Regions from separate parts of the Canis lupus genome. Here region 2 is linked to region 1. A link is a contact called in public Hi-C data. All regions are on one chromosome and are shown on one strand. Each heading gives the region's core, a stretch centred on a gene start, on an enhancer-like site or on the middle of the called end of the contact. The rest is flanking DNA. Distances are from core to core; before and after follow the strand shown.

What was found. Hi-C and Micro-C count contacts between places; a contact is called where the count stands out from the background.
Region 2: a contact with region 1 is called in a Hi-C map of skin fibroblasts, with 2.1 times the contacts expected there. The contact joins the promoter of ANKRD39 here to the promoter of COX5B in region 1. A contact is called at or near these places in 2 of 9 Hi-C or Micro-C datasets (amygdala and skin fibroblasts).

What each region holds. Positions count from the first base shown.
Region 1 is chr10:46,039,957-46,045,541 of UU_Cfam_GSD_1.0, forward strand. COX5B (cytochrome c oxidase subunit 5B) reads right to left here and starts at 3,380. Exons shown (of 4, transcript NM_001144130.1): 1 at 3,281-3,380. The coding sequence starts at 3,380.
Region 2 is chr10:46,170,186-46,176,683 of UU_Cfam_GSD_1.0, forward strand. It overlaps ANKRD39 (ankyrin repeat domain-containing protein 39), which reads left to right and starts at 4,977. Exons shown (of 4, transcript XM_038551115.1): 1 at 4,977-5,118. The coding sequence starts at 5,019. SEMA4C (semaphorin-4C) reads left to right here. Exons shown (of 15, transcript XM_038551099.1): 11 at 1-217; 12 at 340-452; 13 at 1,413-1,570; 14 at 1,660-1,730; 15 at 1,857-3,598. The coding sequence ends at 2,686.

The sequences.
Region 1 (5,585 bases), core at 2,130-4,629:
TATAGTTCCTGAAGACCTTGACACCCTTCCTCCCGCCCTAGTGATGCTACTTTTGGTCAGCAGTGGTGACCACACAGCAGTCTTGGAGAAGGGGCATCTGTGCCGGCCTTGGCATTCCGAGGCAGTGGCATGATTGGTTTAGTGATCCCTTCGAAGCAGCCCACATTCCTGCCAACACTGGTGCCCTGCAGTGCCGGTGCTCTGATATCCAGCTTTTAGTTGAAAGGGCTGACTCTACCCAGCGTGGAAAGGTACACCTCAACTAAATTTGGACTTTCTTTCATCTCCCCTTTGCCTAGAACAATTGCATAATTAACCTGTCACTGGTTTGAAGTATGTTATTTCCTAATTGCCGTATAAAGAGGTCCTGTATGCTATTGGCTTGTGAAATATAAATTTTAATTCCCTGAGTGAACATGTGTTAAATAAATTATTGGTAAATACAATCTCAGTCTCTGAGCATAGTTTGCCACAAACAAAAAGAGCAAGAAGAGAAGCTGAGAATGGGAAATGAAGTCACCGAAGGTACCTGGGCCAGAGGTTTCTGTTTAATACTGAAAACATCTTTCATAGCTCCTGTTGCCCACAAGCCAAGGTGTGCAAGGTTCTTAGAAGGGTGGGCGTTTAAAAGTGTAAACACTGGGGAATCCCTGGGTGGCTCAGCGGTTTAGCCCCTGCCTTCAGCCCAGGGCCTGATCCCAGAGACCCAGGATCGAGTCCCATGTCAGGCTCCCTGCATGGAGCCTGCTTCTCCCTCTGCCTGTGTCTCTGCCTCTCTCTCTGTCTCTCATGAATAAATAAATAAACTCTTTAAAAAATAATAAAAGTTTAAACACTGCCCCCCCCCCATGGCTGCTGGGACTCGGTTCACATTGTCAGCACAGCCCTATCTTAATCTGATTCCGTGCAGTATGTTTCCATACCAGATGGAGAATCCCTTCAGAGCAATGATTATGCCCTATTCATCTTTGAATCCTCAGTGGCTTCTAGAAGGCCAGCATGTAATTGGATCAAGTAAATTTTAGCCAATTTACTTCTTGGAGAGAGTCTACAGAACAAGTTTTCTAGGGCTGCTACTGGCCCAGTGAGGTCAATTTGAGGTAAACTTGGGGAGGGCTGAAGTCCCAGGTGTTTCCATCTGTCCCATGCAGGCTACATTTTCAAAAGGACCTGGTGGAGCATTCCTTCACAGAAGCACATTTGGTCTTCACTGGACTTCACTCCCTCTACCAAGAAAAATATAGAGTCTCTTCTGAGGCAAATTTCTTACTCCTCTTTAAAAGTGGGTTTTCTTTGAATGGCTTACAGTGTGACTCCCTTCTTTTACCTCCAGTGCAACCGCTCCAAATTAAATTGGAAAAAAAAAAATTTCCAGGGGATCCCTGGGTGGCGCAGCGGTTTGGCGCCTGCCTTTGGCCCAGGGCGCGATCCTGGGGACCTGGGATCGAGTCCCACGTCGGGCTCCCGGTGCGTGGAGCCTGCTTCTCCCTCTGCCTATGTCTCTGCCTCTCTCTCTCTCTCTCTGACTATCATAAATAAATAAATAAATTTTTTTTTAAAAATTCCATAAATCTTAGGAATGTTCCCCAAGAATCTACAGTTGATTTGTACCTATGGTTTGATGTTTAATGCTAGGGGAAAAGCACTGGTCTGAAATATAAGTGTTTTGGGATGGTACCCAATCAGCTGGCTTAGCCAGTCACTTTTTCTTCTGGCCATTTTTCTCATCAGTAAAATTGATTAGACTAGATTAGTATTTCCCAAAAAGTATTGCACAGAATTCTAATCTCAGTAGATGCTTTCGGTAAAAAAGACTTGGAAAGTCCTGCATTTGATGAACTTCCTCTTGGAGATGCACATTCTAGCATATTAAGGTTCTGATTAGGCCTGCAGCAAAAGCCTAATTAAATTAAAAGCATAGTTATTGCTTAATTCACCCGGGGTTTATGTCAGAGATTTTCTATCTTCATTGACCACTCTTTGCCAAGAAGCACCTAACCCAAGTCTCAGCAGACCAGTGAGAAATGCAGTTGTGAGCTGTTATGATTCCCTGCTGCCTGACCACAGATGGTTCACTCCAGCCTATGAAATAGAAATATGGTTGATGCCTAATCATAGGACATTTTTTCAGGTCCTTATTCAGCTCACAAAGACCTGGGATTCTTCAGACTTTGCAGGTGAGCTCCGATGTCAGGACCAGTCTCTAAGTATCCTATCCACTCCCTGCTGTCTCCAGCTCCTTCCACCCTTTGCTCATATCGACTCCTAATGTCTTCTTGATAAACAGTTTTCCCTATTCCTGCTCCATCATTGTCTTTGCCAAAACAAGAAACTTTCAGAGTATTATTTTTTTTTTGCTTTTATATGATTATTTTTAGTGGTCAAAATAACTACATACTGTAGTAAGTCAAACATATGTGACAATTAAGGAAAAGGTTCACTATTAACAGTTTTGTGTTTTTCCATTTTTTCCTTTATACCAGCATTTCTCAACTTCAATACCATTGATATTTTAGATTGGATAATTCTTTGCAGGGTAGGGGTGCAGTCCCGTGTGCATTGTAGGATTTTTACCATTTATGCCATTAGCATTCCCCAGTGGTGACAATCAAAAATGTCCTCAGTCACTGCCATTTGTCCCCTGGAGGGCAAAATTACCCTGCCCCATGCTTATATAGACATATTCAAACAAATGCACATATAAGGGCTGTTTCTTAAAATATACAGATATATAAGTGAATATCGATTACAAAAATATATATTACTATAAAAATTACTAGTAAATTGCTTCTTTAAAAAATATTTTGTGGGGGCAGATGAATGGCTCAGTTAGTTAAAAGTCTGCTTTCAGCTCAGGTCATGATCCATTGGGCTCCCTGCTCAGAAGGGAGTCTGCTTCTCCCTCTGCCCCTCCCCCTGCTCATGCTCTGGCACTCTCTCTCACTGTCAAACAAACCTTTTTAAAAACATATTTTGTGGACATTACAGATCAATACAAACAGATCTAACTCATTATATGTAATTGCTGCATAGTATTTCCAACTATAAATCTACTGTAATTTGCCCATTTCCCCCTTGATGAATATCCAGAATATTTTTGCCTATCAAACAATGCTGCAGTGCATGTCTATGGACACCTAGCCTTCTATTTTGGAGGGTGTGTATATTAAACATCAATTAATTCTGCCAAATTGTTTTCCCAAAAGTTTGGAGCAATTCATGTTCCCATTAGTAGGGCATGTGAGTGCCAGAACTCACCTCTACAAGGTGAGTTACCCACCTTTTGCAAAGTTTGCCCGCTGGGTGGATAAAACACAAGATGCTGTTGGTGTTTGCAGTTTCAGTTCCCTGACCTCCAAGGCAGCTGAGCCTCTCTTCATAAGGCCATTTGCATTTCCCTGTGCTGTGAACTGCCCGGTTTAGCCACTCAAGCAAGCTCTTTAGTCTCTTTTTGCCTCAGTTTTCTTTTCTTTCTGTCGGGCATAAGACGTACCTCTTTATGCTGTTGTGAGGACCAAATGAATTAACACTCATGAAGTGCTCAGAACTGCCTAATACACTGTAAGTGCTGAGTTAATGCTGGCTTTAAATTGGTCAATTCGATATATTCCCAGTTGCTTGAGTTTATCCAGAAGATCTCCAGAAGGATACAAAAGAAGCTAACAGAGGTGCCAGGGTGGCTCAGTTGGTTACACAGCTGCCTCTGGCTCAGGTCATGATCCCAGAGTCCTGGGATCAAGCCCCACATGGGGCTCCTTGCTTGATGGGCAACCTGCTTCTCCCTCTCTTACCACTTGTGTTCTCTTGTGTGCTAAGTGACTAAATAAAATCTTAAAAAAAAAAAAAAAGAAAGGAAGTTAATACAAGTAGCTACTTCTGTGTATTTGTGGGGGTGAGAAAGTGGTGGTGGTTGGTGAGAAACAGGGCCACAAAGGCAGGGGTGGGACTGAGACCCATTGCAGACCTCTTACACTATTTTGAGTTTTAACTGTATGGATGTATTACCTATTCAGAAATGAAACCTTTTTTAATTGGCTATTCATATTCTTATGAGGGGAGGTTCTTTATCTTATTGACGTGCAGACACTCTTTGAATGTTAAGGAGCTTATTTATATTGAGTCCTTTCCCTGGGCCAAGGCTGGTCACTATTCAAAGGGAGTAAAATGTGGCTTCTTCCTTGAATCTATCACAAGAAAGTGGAAGGGGGTGAGGCATTGTTCTTTGTTTGGGCAAAGTTTTCACAAGCTTGAAAAATTGGGTCAAAAAAGGGACTTAAATTTGCATTTAAGTTGCTCTGGCTGGGTCACAGAATCCCTGACCACTCACAAAGACATATGTAGGGCCAATTTTTAATTATAACAAGGGTGTTGGGTGGGGTGAGACAGTTGCTGTGTGCAGGCCTGCTGGGATCATGCATCACCCAGGGATAGCCTAGACCTCAAGGGCCACCTGGGGAGGACTGAGGAAGATATGATAAAGTGGCTGAATCCCCTGCAGCTTGTGGGAGCTAGGACCCTTCTGGCTGAAAAGCCAGGTCAGAACAAATCAAACGTTTTTGTGCAGATACCACAAATCCAAAATGGGTCACCTGGAACTACTGTCAGCACAGGGCCTGGCTGTAGCTGGGGCTCAGCGGGCTGAGAGGAGGATTCTTACCTAAGTGTGTGTGTAAGAAACAAAAGCTGTCCAATCTAACCAGTGAGGCAGCACAGGAGCAAATGTGAATTGCCACCCTTCCCCTTCCAGAACCCCTCTCTCACCCAGTGACCCTCTTCCCCATCCCACAGAGCCCCATCTATTCTTCCAGAGAGGAAATGAAGCTCCATCTGGGAAATCCTAATGTTCCTCTCTTCCCTCATGCCATCTCTTCTTTTCCCCTCTCCCCTCCTCCTCCCTCCATCCCCATCCTGCTGGGCGGGCCCATGGGATCTGTTCTTCCTAAGTCGTCAGGCCCCACTGACCCACACAGAAGAGGTGAGTAAAGGACTGTTTGCAGAGGGGTGGCAGGGTTGAGGAGCCCCCAGGAATCTTGAAGACCTGGGAGGGCCACCCTGGGCCCAGTGGTATTTGCACTGGTGAGTCCTGAGCAGCAGGAGGAGCTGTGCCGCTGCCAGAGCCTTGGCAGCAAGGGCAGGGTGGAGGTGAGAAGCAAAGGGACCCTAACTGGCAACCAGAGGGCATGGGAGTCCCTTGATGCAGCCCATGGAGGAAAGCTCCCCAGGCAGAAAACAGAGATGGAGGGGGACCCAGAAGGGCAGACAGAGTGATCAGCATGATTCTCTGCCTGGAATGATGCCCTGCTCAATGGTTCAACTACGCTGTCACTGGCATTCTCAGTTCCTTGCTCCCTTGTCCCTGGTACCCAAGGCTAAATATGCCCAACCATCTGTTTTCTGGGTTCTTCTTCCAAGTTGGCAAGCACTGCCAGAGAAAATCATACACCATGAGAGGCTTGTGACGGTCACCCTTGGCTGAGCCCTCCATGTTGGGAGCTTGGTGGTTCTTTCCCTCCGTCCTTAAGCCCCAGCCCTGCCCATCTTGTATTTCACTGAGGAGCAGACAGGAACTCACTCAGCCTCCCTCC
Region 2 (6,498 bases), core at 3,727-6,226, 130 kb after region 1:
AACAACTGGCACCGGCGCCATGGCTACACCAGCTCTCTGGAGCTGCCTGATAACACCCTCAACTTCATCAAGAAGCACCCACTGATGGAGGAGCAGGTAGGGCCTCGCTGGAACCGGCCTCTGCTTGTGAAGAAGGACACCAACTTCACTCACCTGGTGGCTGACCGGGTTACGGGGCTTGATGGAGCCACCTATACGGTGCTGTTCATTGGCACAGGTAGGCACTTGGGGATGTGGGCATGGCTGCTCGAAGCTGGGTGTCTGGGGTAGGGAGATCTGGAGCGGCCCCTGGGGCCCTGTGCCCTCTCATTTACACCTGTCTTCCCCCAACCCCCACAGGAGGCGGCTGGCTACTCAAGGCTGTGAGCCTGGGGTCCTGGGTGCACCTGATTGAGGAGCTGCAGGTGTTTGACCAGGAGCCTGTGGAAAGCTTGGTTCTATCCCGGAGCAAGGTAGTAATCAGCACCCCACTCTGTCCCTCCGCCTTCCCTTGTCTTTTGCTTGGCCATTGCCGGGGTGGGGAGGGGCACTGGAACACACCTCGCTTAGCTTGGGGCGGGTTCCAGGAAACAAGAGTGCTAACGGAATCTGCGCTCCGCGGGCGTTATATATAGCCAGGTCCCCACGGGGCTGTGTTCCCAGAATTGGGCCTTGGCAGCTGCTCCCCATGCTTCCTTCAGACCCCTTGAGGTTGTGCTGTGTCTCTGCTACGTACAGCCTCTTCTCTGGTGGGGCCACTGCTGAGTGGGCCTCTGGGGCTGTTTGTTCAGGACGCCCTATGACACTGGCTTTCCTACTGGCCCCCGTTGCTGCCCGGTCCCAGCCCTCCAGTCCCTTGACTGTTCGTCTGAAGCACTGCTTCGGCTTGCATCCTACCAATCCTTCTGGTCTGCTTTGTGACTCCCCTGAACTCTCATGTGTTCTGCCTTGACCAACTATTGTGGCTCAGATTGTTCTCCAGAACATGGAATAGTGGCAGAAAGAAGGTCTATGGTTGAAGAAACAAATGGATTGGCAGTCACCATTCAAACAGAGGAAAACACCTTATATTATGCTCGTGCTATTGTGAGGGCAAATGGGCCTAGCGGAAAACACACTTCCTGCACTATTTATACCGTACTGGAGTGTGTGTGTGTGTGTGTGTGTGTGTGTGTGTGTGATTATATTCCTCAGCCTCACAGTTCCACTCTTCTTATCTAAGAAGGTCACATCTCTAAGGTGCTTAGGATTGTGTCTGGCTTCTAGTAAGCCCTCTGTGTGTTCTTCGGTCCTTCGATTCCCCCCTCAGACTTGAACACGGCCCTCTTCCTCCGTGGGCACCTTTGCTCTTGCACTCCCATGCAGCAGTCTGAGCTGGCCCTGGGCCGTGTCCCAGCCTGGCTGACCCCCCCTGTGTCCTGCTTCCCTTGCAGAAGCTGCTCTTTGCAGGCTCCCGCTCTCAGCTGGTTCAGCTGCCCCTGGCCGACTGCGTGAAGTACCGCTCCTGTGCTGACTGTGTCCTCGCTCGGGACCCCTACTGTGCCTGGAGTGTCAACGCCAGCCGCTGTATAGCCGTGGGTGGCCACTCTGGGTGAGTGGGGCTTTGCACGTGCTGAGACCAGGGGTGAGGGGCAGGCTGGTGGGAGCCACGATGCCCATGGACCCTGCTTCCCCAAACAGGTCCTTGCTGATCCAGCACGTGGCAGTCTCAGACACGTCAGGCATTTGTAATCTCCGTGGCAATAAAAAAGGTGAGCTGCCTTTTTTCTCCCTCTTTGGGTAGGATGGGCCCTGGGCATGAGCTAGAACGTCTGCTGCTCCCTGTGGCCCTGGGTTTCCTGTGCTAACTCTGCTCTCTTCCCTCTCTACTGCTGCAGTCAGGCTCATACCCAAAAACATCACCGTGGTGGCAGGCACAGACCTGGTGCTGCCCTGCCGCCTCTCCTCCAACTTGGCTCATGCCCGCTGGACCTTTGGGGGCCGAGACCTGCCTGCAGAACAGCCCGGCTCCTTCCTCTATGACCCCCGCCTGCAGGCCCTGGTCGTGATGGCTGCCCAGCCCCGCCATGCCGGGGCCTATCACTGCTTTTCGGAGGAGCAGGGGGCGAGGCTGGCCGCTGAAGGCTACCTGGTGGCTGTGGTGGCAGGCCCGTCGGTGACCCTGGAGGCTCGAGCGCCCTTGGAAAACCTGGGGCTGGTGTGGCTGGCCGTGGTGGCCCTGGGAGCCGTGTGCCTGGTCCTGCTGCTGCTTGTTTTGTCACTGCGCCGGCGGCTGCGGGAGGAGCTGGAGAAAGGCGCCAAGGCGGCAGAGAGGACCCTGGTGTACCCGCTGGAGCTGCCCAAGGAGCCCACCAGTCCCCCCTTCAGGCCCGGCCCGGAGACCGATGAGAAACTCTGGGACCCCGTGGGCTACTACTACTCGGACGGCTCCCTCAAGATCGTGCCCGGACACGCACGCTGCCAGCCCGGGGGCGCGCCCCCCTCTCCACCTCCCGGCATCCCCGGCCAGCCCCTGCCTTCGCCCACCCGGCTTCACCTGGGGGGTGGGCGGAACTCAAACGCCAACGGCTACGTGCGCTTACAGCTGGGCGGGGAGGACCGCGGGGGGCTCGGGCACCCTCTGCCGGAGCTGGCCGACGAACTGAGGCGCAAGCTGCAGCAGCGCCAGCCGCTGCCAGACTCCAATCCTGAGGAGTCCTCAGTATGAGGGGCCCCCACCTCCTCGCAGGGGCAGCGCGGGAGGCGCGGCCTCTCCTTTTGCACAGGCACCAGCTACCTCAGGGACATGGCGCGGGCACCGGGCTCGGCCTGGGACGGACCCTGCCCAGCACCTGCCCGGCCATGGGGACCTGCTCTGCTCAGCACGGGCACTGCCACTTGGTGTGGCTCACCAGGGCACCGGCCTCACGGGAGGCATCTTCCTCCTCTCTGTGAGGGGCTGTGAATCACGGACACACGGGACCCCAGCAGCCAAAACTTTTCAAGGCAGAAGTTGGAGATGTGGGTGTGTGCACACGTGTGTGTGACTTAGTCTTCCTTTTTCTGTGCGTGTGCCTGTGTGTGTGTGTGTGTGTGTGTATGTGATAGTCTTCCTTTTTCTGTCAAGTCTTCCCTTGGCCTGGGGTCCTCCTGGTGAGTCATTGGAGCTATGAAGGGGAAGGGGTTGTATCACTTTGCCTCTCCTACCCCCACCTGTCCCCAGTGTGGGTCAGCGATGTACATATGGGGGTGGGCTGGGCAGGGTGCTGTACCCCTTTGGGGGAGTCCAGAGCTCTGGAGTGGGCCTGGTCCTGCTCCTAGGGCTGTGAATGTTTTCAGGGTTGGGGGGAGGGAGATGGATTCTCCTGTGTGTTTGGGGCAAGGGTGGGAGGGGCCTCCCACTTGGCCCGGGGGTTCAGTGGTATTTTATACTTGTCCTCCCTTACAGGGCTGGGAAAGGTTGTGTGGGGGGGAGGGGGAGGGAGGAAGAAAGAGGGTGGGCATGCTGTGGATATTGCATAGCCTCTCCCAGCCCTAGGAGGAGGGCTCCTAACAGTGTAACTTATTGTGTTCTCGCGTATTTATTTGTTGTAAATATTTGAGTATTTTTATATTGACGAATAAAATCAAGAAAATGATACTGCTATGGGAAATGTTACTGCTATAGGGATAAGACATTCGGTTAAAACCTTCTGGGCTGGACTAGCCTCACCTCCCCGTAGTTCTGGGGCAGCTGCCCCTACAGTTGTCCGTGCCTGCTTGTGCCTCTCCAGAGGGGGAATGTAGCCCAGGCTCCAGTGTTTTCCCACAGTGGTAGCTGTGGGGCTGGGAACCAGACCAGGGCCACAGCCTCTTGGGAGCCAGCTTTGGCTTCTGGCCAAAGGGAGAAGTTAGGGCATTGGGAGCAAGGCAGGAGAGGAGGGGCCTGGCTTCTCAGAACTCTGGGAAGGGGAAGTGGCAGCTGGGGGCTGTAGGAGAGGAACTTCCTAGAAAGCTTAAGGTTGTATGGACTGGCTTGTGTGAGGACGGGGCTCCCAACTAGCCTAGGGGAAGCTTTCTGCCTATCCCTCCAGAAATGTTAGTCCTGAATGCTTCAGCTATGTGAAGTGTGGAACTTTGCTCACTACCACCCAGTGTGCGCCAAGCCACTGTCCTATGGAAGGAGTGGTACAGGGAGCCCAGATGTTTGTAAGGAAGAGAGGACCCAGCCTGGATTCTGTAGTCCATGCCCACAGATGGAGGCAGTTCAAGTGAAATGGACTCCCTACATTTGACTGGTCTGGAGGGCCTGCAGTGGCTGAAAGGGGCTGCTGCCCCGGGTGTCCTTAGCTGTAGGAAAGGGCTGTGATTTGCCGACTTCTGGGGACGCTAAGCTTCCAGCATGGTCCGTCAACCTCAGCCCAGAGGATGTTTTGATATATGAAGCCTGATACAGTAAACTAGGCCCCCACTGGAGTAGGGTTGGGCACAATGCAAGGCCCACAACCCAAGGCCCCGTTCCTGCCCTTGGGGTTTTTCTGTGCTCCTAATGGCAAAAGTCATGGCCACCTGCCTCCCATGGGTTTTCAAGAACCGCGCAGGAGGCGCGAGAGGAGGGAGGGGGGAGCGAGGTCACTGGGCCTGGGGTGGTGCAGAAAACCGGGGCGGAGGACCTGGGGCGCGCCCGGCGACTCCCTGCCCTGGGGAAACCGGTGGGCCGCAGGGGAGCCTCGGAGGGCTGGGCCCTGGCGAGCCGCCACACCCGCCCGCCGCGTCCCCACACCCTCCGGGGCTGGCGGCGGCCCGGGCGCCATCCGCCCGCGCTCTGGGTCTGGGGACCCGGCGCCCGGCCCTCGGCACTCGCTTAGCCTGGGACGCCCTCGCGCGGCCGCCGGGGAGCGCAGCGCAGCCAAGCCCCGCCCCCGCCTGCACTGGCCGCGGAGCTACAGCCCCGCAGAGCCGGCCTCCGAGGACCGCCGCGGCCCCGCCCCAGGCCCCGCCCCCCGGCCCCGCCCCGCCCCGCCCCCGGCCCGGCCGCGCGTGCGCACAACAGCCGGGGCGGAGCGAGCTCCCGGGCCGACATGGCGTCGCCGCAGCCCTGCGCGGACGGGCCCTGCTGCTCCTGGCCGGGTGCGGCGTCCGGCGTGCAGCAGACGCTGGACGAGATGGACTTCGACAGGGGTGAGACTCCGGCTCTCGCCAGATCGTGGGACCAGGGAGGGCAGAGAAGCGGGGCCGCGGCGCGCCTGGTGGGGGCGCGGGCGGGCGGTGGGCTCACAGCCCCCTGGTCGCGGACATCCCGCGCGGGACCCGGCACGAGCTCGGCCACTAGAAACTTCGCTTCGCGCGCGGGTTGGGAAACGGGGGCCCTGGGTTCGGCAACTTTCCCAGGTGCTGGGGCGGGGCCCGGTTCCTCGGCCGGGGCGCCGCCGGGAGACTCGGGCCGGCCCGGGGGTGTGCGGGGTCGGGGTCGGGGGGTCGGGGGTCGCAGCCACGCCGAGGCCGTGGAGCGTCAGAGGGGCCGCGCTGCGAAGGGAGCTGACGCCCTGGCCGCCCGCGTGAGCCCCGGGGTCCGGCGGCACACGTGGGCCTCGACGCAGGTGGCGTCTCTACCTTTGGGGCCCAGAGACGGAACCCTTTTACCCCATACTCCATGGAAGGAGGTGGCATTGCCTGTAAGGACAGAGTAAGGCTGAAACCCAAGTCCTCTCTTCTCGGGAAGCAGCGTGTCCTCTGTCAGGGCGGAGGCCGCTAATGCAGCACTAACTCATCAGCTGTTGGGTAGATGCTGCCGCTTTATGTGCTTTCGGATTTAATTGACTGTGAGGCAGCCGTGCACCCGCGCAGCGGCCTCCATGGCGCCTCCCTCTGGGCTGCTGAAGCAATTCCCTCTTGGGCCTTCCTGCTTCACTCCTGCCCTCCAACCGTGTTTTCTACGTTACGCAGAAGCCAGAGTAAACCTTTTGAAAGTATTAAATCAGATAATTTTATTGCTTTTAGAATCAACTCAGATTCCCTTCATGGCCTACAAAACTGTGTGATCTAATCCCTGCCTATTCTACTTCCCTGCCTCCACTTTATTTCTCATCCTTTTTTTTTTTTTTTTAATTTTATTTATTTATTCATGAGAGAGAGAGAGAGAGAGGCAGAGACACAGGCAGAGGGAGAAGCAGGCTCCATGCCGGGAGCCCGACGTGGGATCGATCCCGGGACTCCAGGACCGCGCGCCCCAGGCCAAAGGCAGGCGCCAAACCGCTGAGCCACCCAGGGATCTCATCCTTTTCTTTCCCCAGTCGCTATGCTTCAACCACACTGGGCTTGTTTGGGTTTCTTAGGCAAGATCTCTTTCTGACTTACAGCCATGGTACTTGCTCCTTGGAATGAACTTCCTGCAACATTGAGGAACTCCTTGGTCTCACTCAAATGTCACCTCCTCCGGCCCACCCACGATGAACACCCCATTCTAGTAGTTCTCAGCTGAAGGGGCCAGTTCTAACCCTTAAGGGTCTTTGGCAATGTGTAGAAACAATTTCAGGTTTTTTTTTTTTTCTTTTTAAGATT